Linked DNA regions of Mus musculus: region 1 is linked to region 2. The links are chromatin contacts, called in public promoter capture Hi-C maps. All regions are on one chromosome and are shown on one strand. The core of a region is the stretch at or near the end of the contact, and the rest is flanking DNA. Distances in the headings are between cores, read along the strand shown.

Region 1 (5,942 bases), core at 2,658-5,157, 130 kb after region 2:
TCATCTTTAGAGCTCAACAGGACTCAAGCACCATCTCTCCAGAAGCAGGCAACATTGTTATAGATAGAAATGACAAGAAAGCCCATAGAAAGGCCCTGATACTCCTCACTGAGAGTCTCTACTTCAGCTAACAATCTGACATACTGATCTACCCAGAAATGAATATTTTCTTTGCTCATTATCCATACAAGGACCAAGCTGTGATATAACAGGTAACATACTTGTAAAATGTATTTTTATTCTTTAATGGGTATCATTTGCATCTAAGAGACTATGAGAGAGAAGCCAGTTATGAAACAGATACAGGAGGCAGTTGAGTGGCAGGCATCTTCTTGAAAGCTTTTCCTATATATTTATATAGAAATAGAGAGAGAGAGAATTCCTCATTGACTGCCTATTCTCACACCAAAACGTCTAGCTTTACTGTGGGTATAAAATCGCTTCATGAATTCACCCCAGCCAGAGCCAACATGAAGACAGCCATCATCTCAATTCTGACATTGCCTGTGATTTCCCTTCTCCCAAAAGTAATTGCGTTAAGAACTTCCAAAGAGAAAAGAGAGAAGACTCAAAGACCACGAAGACCCGGCCACGAGCTAGCATGAAGAAATGCCATGTGCCAACTGCTTGCCTCAACTTCACCCCGTTTGGCCTATAAGACTAATCACTCTGCATTCCTTATCTTTCTAAGAGTCAGAGGTTGGAGAGCAGTCTGAGAGAAGCTGGCCTAGAGATCAGAGTAGCTCTTCTAGTTTATAGATTTTCCTTGCATTTGGGACTTGGGGGAGTTCTTACAAAGAGAGCAACCAAGAGTCTGGTGTGATAAGAGAGTGTGGCTGTCATTAGAGATTTTATGGCATTTCCTAAAATGCAAAGGTCTGTGATAGTGGAAGGATCTTTCTACTGAGGCTGCACAGGTGGTGAAGGGGGAGAACACTCTCCCAAGATCAGAACCAACAGCTGGGCTTAAGAGCAGAACTGGAGCTGATGAAGCTGTGGGAAGAGCCCTGGCATGCAAAGGAGGATGTAGAGCAGGTTCGTCTTCTGCAGGTGATGAGTCTTCAGACATGTAGCACCAATTTAAAACCATGTCTTTCTAACTTGTTCAGGTTCCATAAACACCATGATATATTTCAGAATTCGAAAAACATGGAACTTGTCCCAAGTGGCCAACACAAAGTTTTGGAGATTGTTTTGATGAATAGACAGGAGATGAATCATGCCCCGATGACCAGGAATGCTGCAACATTGAAGGTGGTTGCATTTGCGTATTGCCTGAGTATACATCACTTTAAAGTTAGTACTCTTGTTTGTTTTTCTATTGTTGTAATAAGACCAGGATCAAGGGACCTTATAGAAGAAACAGTTTATTAGGAACTTTGAGGTTCAGAGAATGAATCCTTGACAATCATGGGGGGAGCATGGCCATAGCCCTCTACTGTGCAAAGACAATCTCACATTTACAAAAGGGCACAAAAGTCATCATAATTTAGGGCCATACAGTCATAACATGGGATATCATACACTCTCTCCCTCAGTCAAAGAGGTTCAACTCTCTCAGGAAACACATGTTCCTGGGATTGTGAAGACAATGATATTAAAGGGAATGTTCATTTATTGAATGCCTTATGTGTCAGGCAGGCATGTGCTAGAAAGGGGATTCAAAGGCCAATGTATCTAGACTGTAGAAACATACTCTGTGTTAGCATACGCTCTGCACCACTTTCTAGTAAGTACTAACAGTGGTGACTAGCTTTGCCTGGGAAGAATTCAGAGTGGAGTTCAACTAGGAGAAGCTGAAGTTGGAACACACAAAGCCTAGCAGACAAGTCAGGCAGGATCGGATAGGGGAAGAAATGTGGGTCCTCCTTAAGAGATGTGTAAAGGTTGCAGGTGATAGCTGTGGTGTCTGAGTGAGGGACACTATAAGAAGTGCACATCCAATCAGCAATGAGCTAATGAGCAGAGAGTGAGGGCTGAGCCACCAGAAGGTTACAAGCAGAGGAACTGTCCTGATCACATCTCTATTTCAGATGACTGACAGCCCTGTGGAAGATGGATCTGGTCTTCATAAGCATAACTGATGGCATTTCTTCTGAATCCACAGAGCCCTTGCTTGGCTCCTGCCGAGACCTAGAACTGCATCCTTAGAAGAGGAAGTTCTATAAGCTTGGGACAGTTTCCTAGTGTGTTCATGTACAAAATAAATGATCCTTAGCATTCTTTTGGTTGAAGTCTCATTTGTGTGTGTGTGTTGTGTGTGCGCACACTGTATTGAGTTTTCTAATTAGCAGAGCCATCCCACTAGACTCCCTTGAACTTTGAGCCCCCAGGATCCCAGCAGACAAGGAGTGGCTTCACTTGGAGCCACCACAGTTTCTCCATCTTCTCTCCTAACCCTGGTTCATTATCTCATCAATCCAGATTCTTCTTACCTTTCTCTGTTTCTCTGCTTCTCAGGACTCTGAAACCTCTTGAATTCTTCAGTAGACAGTTAGCCTTTTGCAGTCTTTCCTGTAACACATGTTTATATGGACATAGGAGGATATATAAAAATGTATTTATTGTTGTCATATAGTATGTTATCTGAGAGGTTATATTAATAACTAAAGTTAGAACAAATATTTTTCTCTTTGCCTGGGCCCGGGCTGCCAAGGAAAGCAGAACTGTCTGGCCCGTTGCTTCCAATGAAGCTGCTGTATCTCAAGCCAAGTGATGGTTGTGGGCTCCTTAAATTCCAGCAGTGGGGAGGCAGAGGCAGGTGGATATCTGAGTTTAAGGTCACCCTGGTCTACAGGGCAAAGTCCAGAACATCCAGGGCTACACAGAAAAATCCTGTCACAAAAATAACAAACAAACAAGAACAAAAGACACAAATAAACAGAAACCCCACTGCTATATATTATGATTTTATACATATTATATAAATTATAACATTACAAAAAATATTATAAATAATGAACTTGCCTGTGTTTCTGACAAAGCAAGCACACAATAAAGGAGGAATGTTACACACACCCTAGAATGTCTCCTCAATCTGAAGGAAGGACTAGAAATAAAGGGAGCAAAGTAAGTGACCACACAAACCCCTCAAACCCTGAGAAGACACCCTACAGAGAGAAGACACTGCAGAGCCAGCACGTGGTGACTGAATCTTTCCCACAGACTTGGACTGTCCAGCTACAATTTTGTCACTGAGAGTGTATAGTCTGGAGAGCAAAAGAGTCAGGCTCTCTGCTGAGGGACAAGGGACACTGCATGTTCTCCTAGGCCTCCCATCCCTCCACGGCTCACATATGCAGCCTTCTGTATAAAGACCTGACTTATAGAAAAGCATTGGTCGAAGACAACCTCTCATCATCAGGGAGCCTGCCTACTTACTTTCAACTGACCCTTGCCAATTGGAAGTCATTGAGTATCTGCTTTTCCAGGAGTGACTTCATTACCTACATCTGCAGGTAGGAGGGGCCCAGATCCACAGTGTTTCAGATTCTCATCTGTAGAGCTGTAAAGACACAAACCCCATCTTTCCCAGAAGAATGCTACATCATTATGTAACTGGATGTCCAGGAAGCCACCAGTGGGCCCTGACACTCCTTACTGGCTGTCTCTGCTCCAGCTCTTACTGTGAGACACAGTGCTACACAGCAATAAATATTTCCCTTGCTCATCATTCACACAAGGGCCAAGATGTGGTGTAACAACTCACATGGTAAGGAAATGAGTTTGAGACTATTTTGTGATTTTGTTTAGCATCTATCAAAGACCAATTAGAGAGAAGTCACTTATGAAACTGGAAAAAGGAACCTGGTGATGGGCAGGCACTTTCTGGAAAGCTCTTGTTTTCATGCATTTCCCCATTGACTGCTTCCTCCCACACCCATAATTCTAGCTTTACTGAGGCTATAAATTATTTCATGAGTTCAGCCGAGCCAGAGCCAACATGAAGACAGCCACAGTCTTGTTTCTGGTGGCTTTGATCACTGTGGGGATGAACACTACCTATGTAGTGTCTTGCCCCAAAGGTAAGTGTGTTAAGGGCATCCAAGCTGGAAAGAGAGGGGACTCTAGAAGATCACTAGGACCAGGGGATGCATTATTACAGGGAAAGCCATGTGACAACTGCTTGGATCACACTCACTCCCTTTAGTCTATATAGAGTGATCATTCTGCATTCCTTAGCGTTCTTAAAGACAGAGGCTGGCAGGAGGGGGTTTAGTTTGAGAGAAACTTGCACAGAAATCAGGACAGCTCCGCTAGTTTAGAGATGTGCCTTGCATTAGAGTCCTGTGGGAGCACTTGCTCAGAGATGAACCATGGGTCTGGTGTAAAGAGAGGTGTGGCTGTCATTAGAGTATTTATGGCATCTTCTGAGGTGTAAAGACAGGCTACGATGGTAGAAGTTTCTTTCTACTGAGACTGCATAGGCTGTGGAGGTGGAGAATATGCTCTGAGGGCCTGAATCAACAGCTTGGCTTTAGAGCAGGACTGGAGCTGGTGAAGCTGAGGGAAGAGCCCTGAGTTGTAAAAGGACATTATAGAGTAAGCTCTCCAGCAGGTGATGTGACTTCAGATCTCTAGCATCAATTCTCCACCTTGTTTCATGTCTGTTTTCTGGCTACATAAATATCATTGTATATTTCAGAATTTGAAAAACCTGGAGCTTGTCCCAAGCCTTCACCAGAAAGTGTTGGAATTTGTGTTGATCAATGCTCAGGAGATGGATCCTGCCCTGGCAACATGAAGTGCTGTAGCAATAGCTGTGGTCATGTCTGCAAAACTCCTGTCTTTTAAGTGAGTATAGTCCTGTGTTTTACTTTTCCATTGTTGTAATAGGACACCATGACCAAGGGAACTTAGAGAAGGAAGTTTTGGGGGGGACTTACAGATTCAGAGAGTAAGTTCATGTCCCTGGTGTTTGGGAACAATATAGCAGGCAGGAATGCATGGGACTGGAGCATTGCCTGCAGGCTTACATTTTGAAAAGCAATCCTGAGGCAGAGAGTAAGCTAACTGGGGAGGATATGGGCCTCTGAAAGCTCCCAGCCTGTCCCCTGAGATACAATTCCTCCAACAAATCCATACCTCCCAACATATATTTCCAAAGTTTTAAACCTGTGAACATATTATTCAAATATATAAGGCTACAAGAGCCTTTATCATCCATATTACAACATCCTGTCAAGGTATGTCCAAGGGACTTAGTCAGTTTCCAGGGGACTTTCCTTGGACAGCCCCATGGCCTTTGTACACTGGCTACACACAAGAGTCTGGATATGTGCAAGAGAAAGGAACTGGAAGAAGAAGGAAGGACACCAGGTTACATGATCTGTGCCTTCTACACTGCAAAGACATTTCCACCATGACTAAACTGACACAAGCCACCACAACTTAGACCCACATGGTCATAGACTGGGACATCTCACTCTTCTCCACCCCAGCCAAAAAGGGTTGACACTCTCAGGAAAACAAGTGTCCCTGGTAGGGAGAAGACAATGAGGTTAATGGCAACACTCATTTACTGAACACCTTCAAGTCAGGCAGGCATGTGTTACAATGGCGATTCAAAGGCCAATGTAACTAGACTGTAGAAATGTATGTCAGCGTGAACTTTGCACCAGTTTCTAGTAAGTTCTAAGAGTGGTTACTAGCTTTGTCAGGGAAGATGTCAGAGTGGAGATCAATAATTAGAACACTCAAAGTCCCCCAGACAAGGGAGTCAGGTTCAGACAATGGGGATACTGTAAGCCCTAGTTGAGAGTTCGGGGATTTATTGTTCCAGTTAAATGTGGTATCTCGGTTGGACATTCTAAAACAAGCCCACATCCAATCAGCATTGAGCTGCCAAGCAGAGAGTAAGGGCTGAACAACTAGAGGTTTCTTAGCAAAGGAAATGGCATAATCAAATCTGCATTGTAGATGGTTGACAGCCATGTGGAAGA
Region 2 (5,975 bases), core at 2,369-4,868:
TTGGAATTATAGATAGTTTGAGCTGCCATCTAAGTGGGAATTGAACCCAGGTCCTCTGGAAGAGCAGCAGGTGCTCTTAACCACCAAGCCATCTCTCCAGACCTTGCCCATTTATCTCAATCAAATATTATGTGTAGTCATTGAGGTCAGCTTCAGACCTTCCAGGCATCTGAGTTTTCAGATGACTGGGGTTGGCACAGACAAGTTTCCCCTCTGTGACAAAGCCAGATATGCCACTTTAAAGTGGAACAGAAAAAAAAAATGTTTATATACCTATAAAAATAAACACTTAGAGCCACTTAGGTGGTCACTGGGGAAGACCAAAGAAAGTAGCTGGCAGTTCACACCCTTCTCTTCAAGCAAATGTTATTGTTTGTAGGTCCGTGGTTGTGAGTTTTGCTCCAATCTTTCAATGCATCTCTGAACTCTCCGATCACTGGGGTTGGCACAGACCTGGAACCCCCTCTTGCTGATAAAGCTGAAGAAAAAGGAGAAGAAAGATTATAATCAGAGTTAATCTAGTAAAGGGGTGGTGGGAGCCCCATCCTCTGAACCTTCTGATTTTCCACTCAACAGTCTGTTCTTTCCAGGAGGTAGCTCAGCACCATCATCCCCTCTCTGGGGCCCCCTCTAGACCTGTGAGGGTCTCTAAGGACTCATGGAGTGACTCTGCTAGCTGTTTCCTTCTCTACACCCTGAAGTATCCCCCCTCCCACCTGGTGAGATCCAAGAATGGGTCTTCTCTGGAAGTCTATCCACCAGGCCATCTAAGATCCTGGAGGCTCCCCCTCCCCATAACACACAATGAGTGAATTTGACACTTACATGATGCCCGGCCTGGTACACCCACCACTGGTGGGAAAATAACCTATAAATCTTGAACACTGAATCCGTGAGTTATAGGACAGGCAGCAATCTGAAGAGTCTTGAAAGCCTGCAAGAAAACAAGGGGGCACTCAAAGGCCAGGTCATTGCTGGGGTGATGGTCCCATGGGGGCATAAGAAGGCCCCGGGACTCAGGGGAGGCTTCCCCTCACCCTGCACTCATTGTCATCTCTTTCTGCACCTTTGAGTGGGCCTAACGTGGACCACAATCAGGCTGGGAACATGTCCATAGAAGGGAAGCCATGCGCAGTCACCTATAGGTGACTTCTGCCCCAAGGCAGACTCGGTGCATAGAGAAGGCACATCTGTAGGGAATACTAATGGCCCATCCTGATCTTCTTGAAGATTTTTGGACAGCATCCTCAACCACCCTCATGACCTTGTTCTGTTCTGTCATCGGGTAGGGGGATGCTCTGGTGTTGATCTGCAACCACCTGGTGCTTCTCAGTACAAGCTGTAATGAAATATTTACCCATGTGAAACATTTCAATTTCAAGCCCTTGCTGTGCCTTCAGACTGCTCTGGACTTCTTTTGTCTCTGTTGCTGGAAGAGACAGAGGGCAGAGGTTAGCATCATTGTCTTAGCATCTCTACTCACCATCCCCACCCCGATTCTTGCCAAGGCTGAGAAGGCTCTGCTGAGGACCACCATCACACACTTGGAGTCTAGGATCTGCTCTAGACTCATTTATCCCCTTAGGTGACATGAGATTTTTCTGGGATCTTAAAAAACAAAACAAAACAAAAAAACCAAAAACTCTATTGACTTGAAGCACAAACCCCTTTGGTGACACAAAGTCCCTTGAAGTGAAATGAGGCTCCTAATAGTCCACATTTATATAAATGCCTGATTAAAGGACACACTGAAGAAAAAACCATCAGGGATGTTGAGTGACATCCAGCAATGTATCACTTTTTAAAATCCATAATAATCCTTTATCCCAAATATATCGAAGCCCAAAGATTGTTGCTAAAGGATTGGGAATTTGCATTGTGCTAAGACAAGACTACTAATCCCTTATATCATGTCTTCAATGGTTGCATATGAATTATCTGTAGTAGGGTGCACGGCTATTATTTAACAAGTTTGATGTGGTGTGGGTGGCTTCCAAAGTAAATCTTAAGAAGCAGTGCCTGTTCTTGAACGCATGATTACTAATCTGCCTCTTAGTCTTACCCATCACTACTCATGCGGTCTTACATTATTGAAGGCTGTTCCAATTCTCTGTTTCAGTTATCTGGTTTGAAAAGTGAGCAGGGCAATAATATATACAAGGCTTGCTTGTCTTCTAACTTCTTCTTTTTCTACAAGAATGATGCATTTCCATTTGTCCCACCCCTCAGGGATGCCAGAGGAAGAATGAATCAACATCTGGACAGTTGAGCAATAGCTAACTCTACTAACTGTATTTTGTTTTCTGCATATTATGGTATTCTGGCATACTTAAAATCCTGACCACAGGGAGGGGCTAACTGCTTCTTAACCAACTCTCACTGAGCCCAGCACCCAACCTTTATCATTCTCAAACACCATGTTGGTATTTCCCTTGCCCTAACTCTTCCTAAAGCTAGATCCTTAAAGACCATCCATATATACAAAGTCTGCTCGACTTCTTCAGTCTAGGAAATCTTAACTGAACCCTGCATTGTGCCCTTCCTCTTTTCCAGTATCTCCAATAAAGAATCTGACACAAGTTTCTCTATTTCATTACTTATGCCTCCTGGCCTAACTCCAATATTCTCCTTGGCTCTGTGAGACATGATGTATCTCTCCTCCTTAGAAAAGTTGAGGAATACATTCTTTTATTTCACAGGACCTCTCTGTGTTGAGCCCTGGTCACCTCCATAAACTAAAATATCATAGCTTCAGATGAAATGGTGACCTTGGATGAGCCATTGGCCTGACTGGTCCCAATGCCTTAAAAATGATGGTTCTATACTAGCTGACATCTAATAACTCTAGCATCACAGAGTTTTATATTCATTTCTACAAATGTATGCTTTAATTATAGTTATTTCGATCTAACTACAATGTCAGCTAGGATTGGCTAGGAAAAGTTATCAAATAATTCTAGCTATGAAAAAGGAAAACATTTGCTTCTCCAAATGGAAGCAAGCCATTTGTGTACCAGCTTCCAGACCAGACCCTTCCTAATGCTGCAGCCTTTTAATACAGTTCCTCATGTCGTGGTGATCCCCAACCATAAAGTTATTTCATTACTACTTTATAACCGTAATTTTGTTACTGCTATGAATCATAATGTAAATATCTATGTTTTCTGATGGTCTTAGGCAAGCCCTGTGAAGAGGTTGTTTGACTTCCAAAAAGGGTGGCAACCGGTAGTTGAGAACCACTGATCCAGGGGCTATAGCCAGAGGCAGGTCTGTACTAAGTAAATTCCATTGCTCTGTCTGGGATGGAAATTATTAAATGCTGCCCCTTCTGGAACTCCCCCCAAATTTTCAGTTACCACCACAGGACTCACCATGTGTGATCTGGGCCCAGATTCCAAGAGCAGTTGTAAGAATGAGGAAGGAGAGGGCAGTATGAAAAGGCTTCATCTTCTTAGTGGGCAGACCCAGCTGGCCTTCAGACTGCTTGCTGTTCCTGGCCCGGTCTTGCTATTTATACATGTAAGAGGATCAGGAAGTCCCTGGGGTACAGCTCATAATGCCCTCCTTTGACTACATAACACCCAACATGCTAGTTCTAAGAGAGGGAACAGTGTGCAGTGGGAAGTGGAGGGCAAAGGTGACTTGGGGCTTTCCAAAGTTCAAATTGATTCAGAGAGAGTAAATATTTCCAGAAGGATTTCTCCTTTTATAAAATTCATTCACTCCTTTAGCTCTGGCCACAGGGTGGGAGTGAGGGATCCTTCTAGACCCCTGATGAGAGGTTAGCTTGGAGGACGCTGGCTTATGCTCATTGACAGCTGACCGACAGATATAGATTATAAAAGTAAACTTATATGTCTTGCCAGAGATATATAAAATTGTTGTCAACTCCTTCTTTAATTATTTTTCTTTAATTTTTAAAGATTTATTTTATATCCATGTTTTGCCTGCATGTGTGTATGTCTACCACATACATGCAGTGCTGTGCAGGTCAGAAGAGGGTGTTAAATTCCCTGGTACTAGAGTTACAGATGGTTGTGAGCCATCATGTGGATGCTGAGAACTGAAGCCAGCAAGTGTCCTTAACCGCTGAGCCAACTCTCCAGCCCCTTTAGATATTTTTAATATACTTTAACATCAGAGGAAAAAAAATCTTTAGAACGTCTGTCAGAAGAAACATCTAAGGCTGGTTGGGGTGGTGTTCACCACTTGGTGTCAGCACTTGGGAGCCAGAGGCAGGTGTGTGTGTGTGTTTGAGGCCAGTCTGGTCTACACACTCAGTTATCCAATCTCCGTGAGTTTGTGAATGTTTGCTGTTCATTTGTGGTTTTAGTCTGATGTGGTCAAATAGAATAGGAAGAGAGGGCTAAAGAGCCAGCTCACTGGTTTAGAGCACTTGTTGCTTTTTCAGAGGACCCAGGTTCAGTCTTCGTGAGTTTCATTAGCCTCTTTCTATCAAGGGAGGATCCCCTTTCTCCTTGAGTTATGAAGGAGCCCTTTGCTGGCAATACTGTCCTGGGCTGGAGGTTCATGTCTTCCAAAGCTTGAGGAACGCCTCTCCAAGCTCTCTGTTACGCTGATGGACATCTCCTGACACATGACTTAGTGGTTCTCTCTTGATGCTTTTTACACATTTTCTTTGTTTTGAATACTTAGTACTATAACTTTAATTATAATATGACAAGAAGAAGTTCTTTTTGGGTCTTGTCTCTTTGGTGTTCTAAATGACTTCTCTATTTGATTAGATGTTTCTTTGCCTAATTTAGGAAATTTTTTTTGGCTATGATTTCACTGGAAATGTTTTCTGTGCATTTGGAAAGAACTTCACTCTTTTATATCTGTGATTATTAGACTTTATCTTCTCCTCATGTATTAAATAGCCCAAAGTCCAACTCATGCCTTTTCATTAATTCATCTTTTTCCTTGACACTTTCTGCTCCCAGTGCCTTGTCTTCAAGCTCAGATATGCTGTCCTTTTCTTGACTGATTCTACTGGTAAGGCTTTCTGCAGAATTTTTAATTTGACTTAATTGTATTTTGGATCTCCAGTAGTTTGCTATGGTCCCCTCCCCCAATGGTTCTATACCCTATTTACTTCCTCCTACTTCCTCTTCCTTCCTTCCTTCCTTCCTTCCTTTCTTTCTTTCTTTCTTTTTTCTTTCTTTCTTTCTTTCTTTCTTTCTTTCTTTCTTTCTTTCTTTCTTTCTCTCTCTCTTTCTCTCTTTCTTTCTTTCTTTTTTTCTTTCTTTCTTTCTTTCTTTCTTTCTTTCTTTCTTTCTTTCTTTCTTTCTTTCTTTTTAGATTTGTATTTATTTATTATATACAAGTACACTGTAGCTGTCTTCAAACACTCCAGAAGAGGGCATCAGATCTCATTACAGATGGTTGTGAGACACCATGTGGTTTCTGGGATTTGAACTCAGGACCTTTGAAAGGGCAGTCAGTGCTCTTAACCACTGAGCCATCTCTCCAACCCAACTTCCTTTTTCATATCATGTATCAAGCTCCTTATTTAATCCAGGTGTTTATGTTCTCTTGGGATGCTCCTTTCATGCATGGAGATGGGAGAGGAGGACCAGTCAAGCTATAAACTCTTGCTGGACAGTGGTGGCACACGCCTTTGATCCCAGTACTCAGGAGGCAGAGGCAGTCAGATTTCTGAGTTTGAGGCCAGCCTGGTCTTCAGAGTGAGTTCCAGGACAGCCAGGGCTACACAGAGAAACCCTGTCTCAAAAACAAACAGACAGACAAACAAAAAACAAAACAAACAAAAAGCTCTAAACTTTTGTATTTCCTGTGGTTTATGCTGATGTTGAGTTTGTATTGGACAGGAGTGTAATGTCCATGTGCAAGGTCTTCTCTTTTGTATTTCCCATTCTTCACATGACAGGTTCTGCAGGCCTCCTGGGTTTCCTTTTATGGTCTGGACAGATTCTTGCATCCTCCTGAGACAGATTGTAACGCTGGGGTGCTGT

The links. Capture Hi-C pulls out chosen DNA fragments and counts their contacts.
Region 1: a contact with region 2 is called in a promoter capture Hi-C map of liver. The contact joins the promoter of Wfdc17 here to the promoter of Ccl9 in region 2. A contact is called at or near these places in 10 of 39 promoter capture datasets (the C10 cell line, the HPC-7 cell line, the SN4741 cell line and 7 more), 1 of 15 datasets of contacts at CTCF or cohesin (the NIH/3T3 cell line), 7 of 484 Hi-C or Micro-C datasets (B cells, bone marrow-derived macrophages, centroblasts and 4 more), 10 of 115 datasets of contacts at active chromatin or transcription factors (the NIH/3T3 cell line, bone marrow-derived macrophages, cardiomyocytes and 3 more) and 6 of 9 other capture datasets (adipose tissue, bone marrow-derived macrophages, embryonic stem cells and 3 more).

What each region holds. Positions count from the first base shown.
Region 1 is chr11:83,700,149-83,706,090 of GRCm38.p6, forward strand. It overlaps Wfdc17 (WAP four-disulfide core domain 17), which reads left to right and starts at 3,908. Exons shown (of 3, transcript NM_001081957.1): 1 at 3,908-4,025; 2 at 4,646-4,794; 3 at 5,920-5,942. The coding sequence starts at 3,944. The coding sequence ends at 4,794.
Region 2 is chr11:83,575,018-83,580,992 of GRCm38.p6, forward strand. Ccl9 (chemokine (C-C motif) ligand 9) reads right to left here and starts at 3,619. Exons shown (of 4, transcript NM_011338.2): 1 at 3,372-3,619; 2 at 1,358-1,429; 3 at 826-934; 4 at 1-478. The coding sequence starts at 3,447. The coding sequence ends at 367.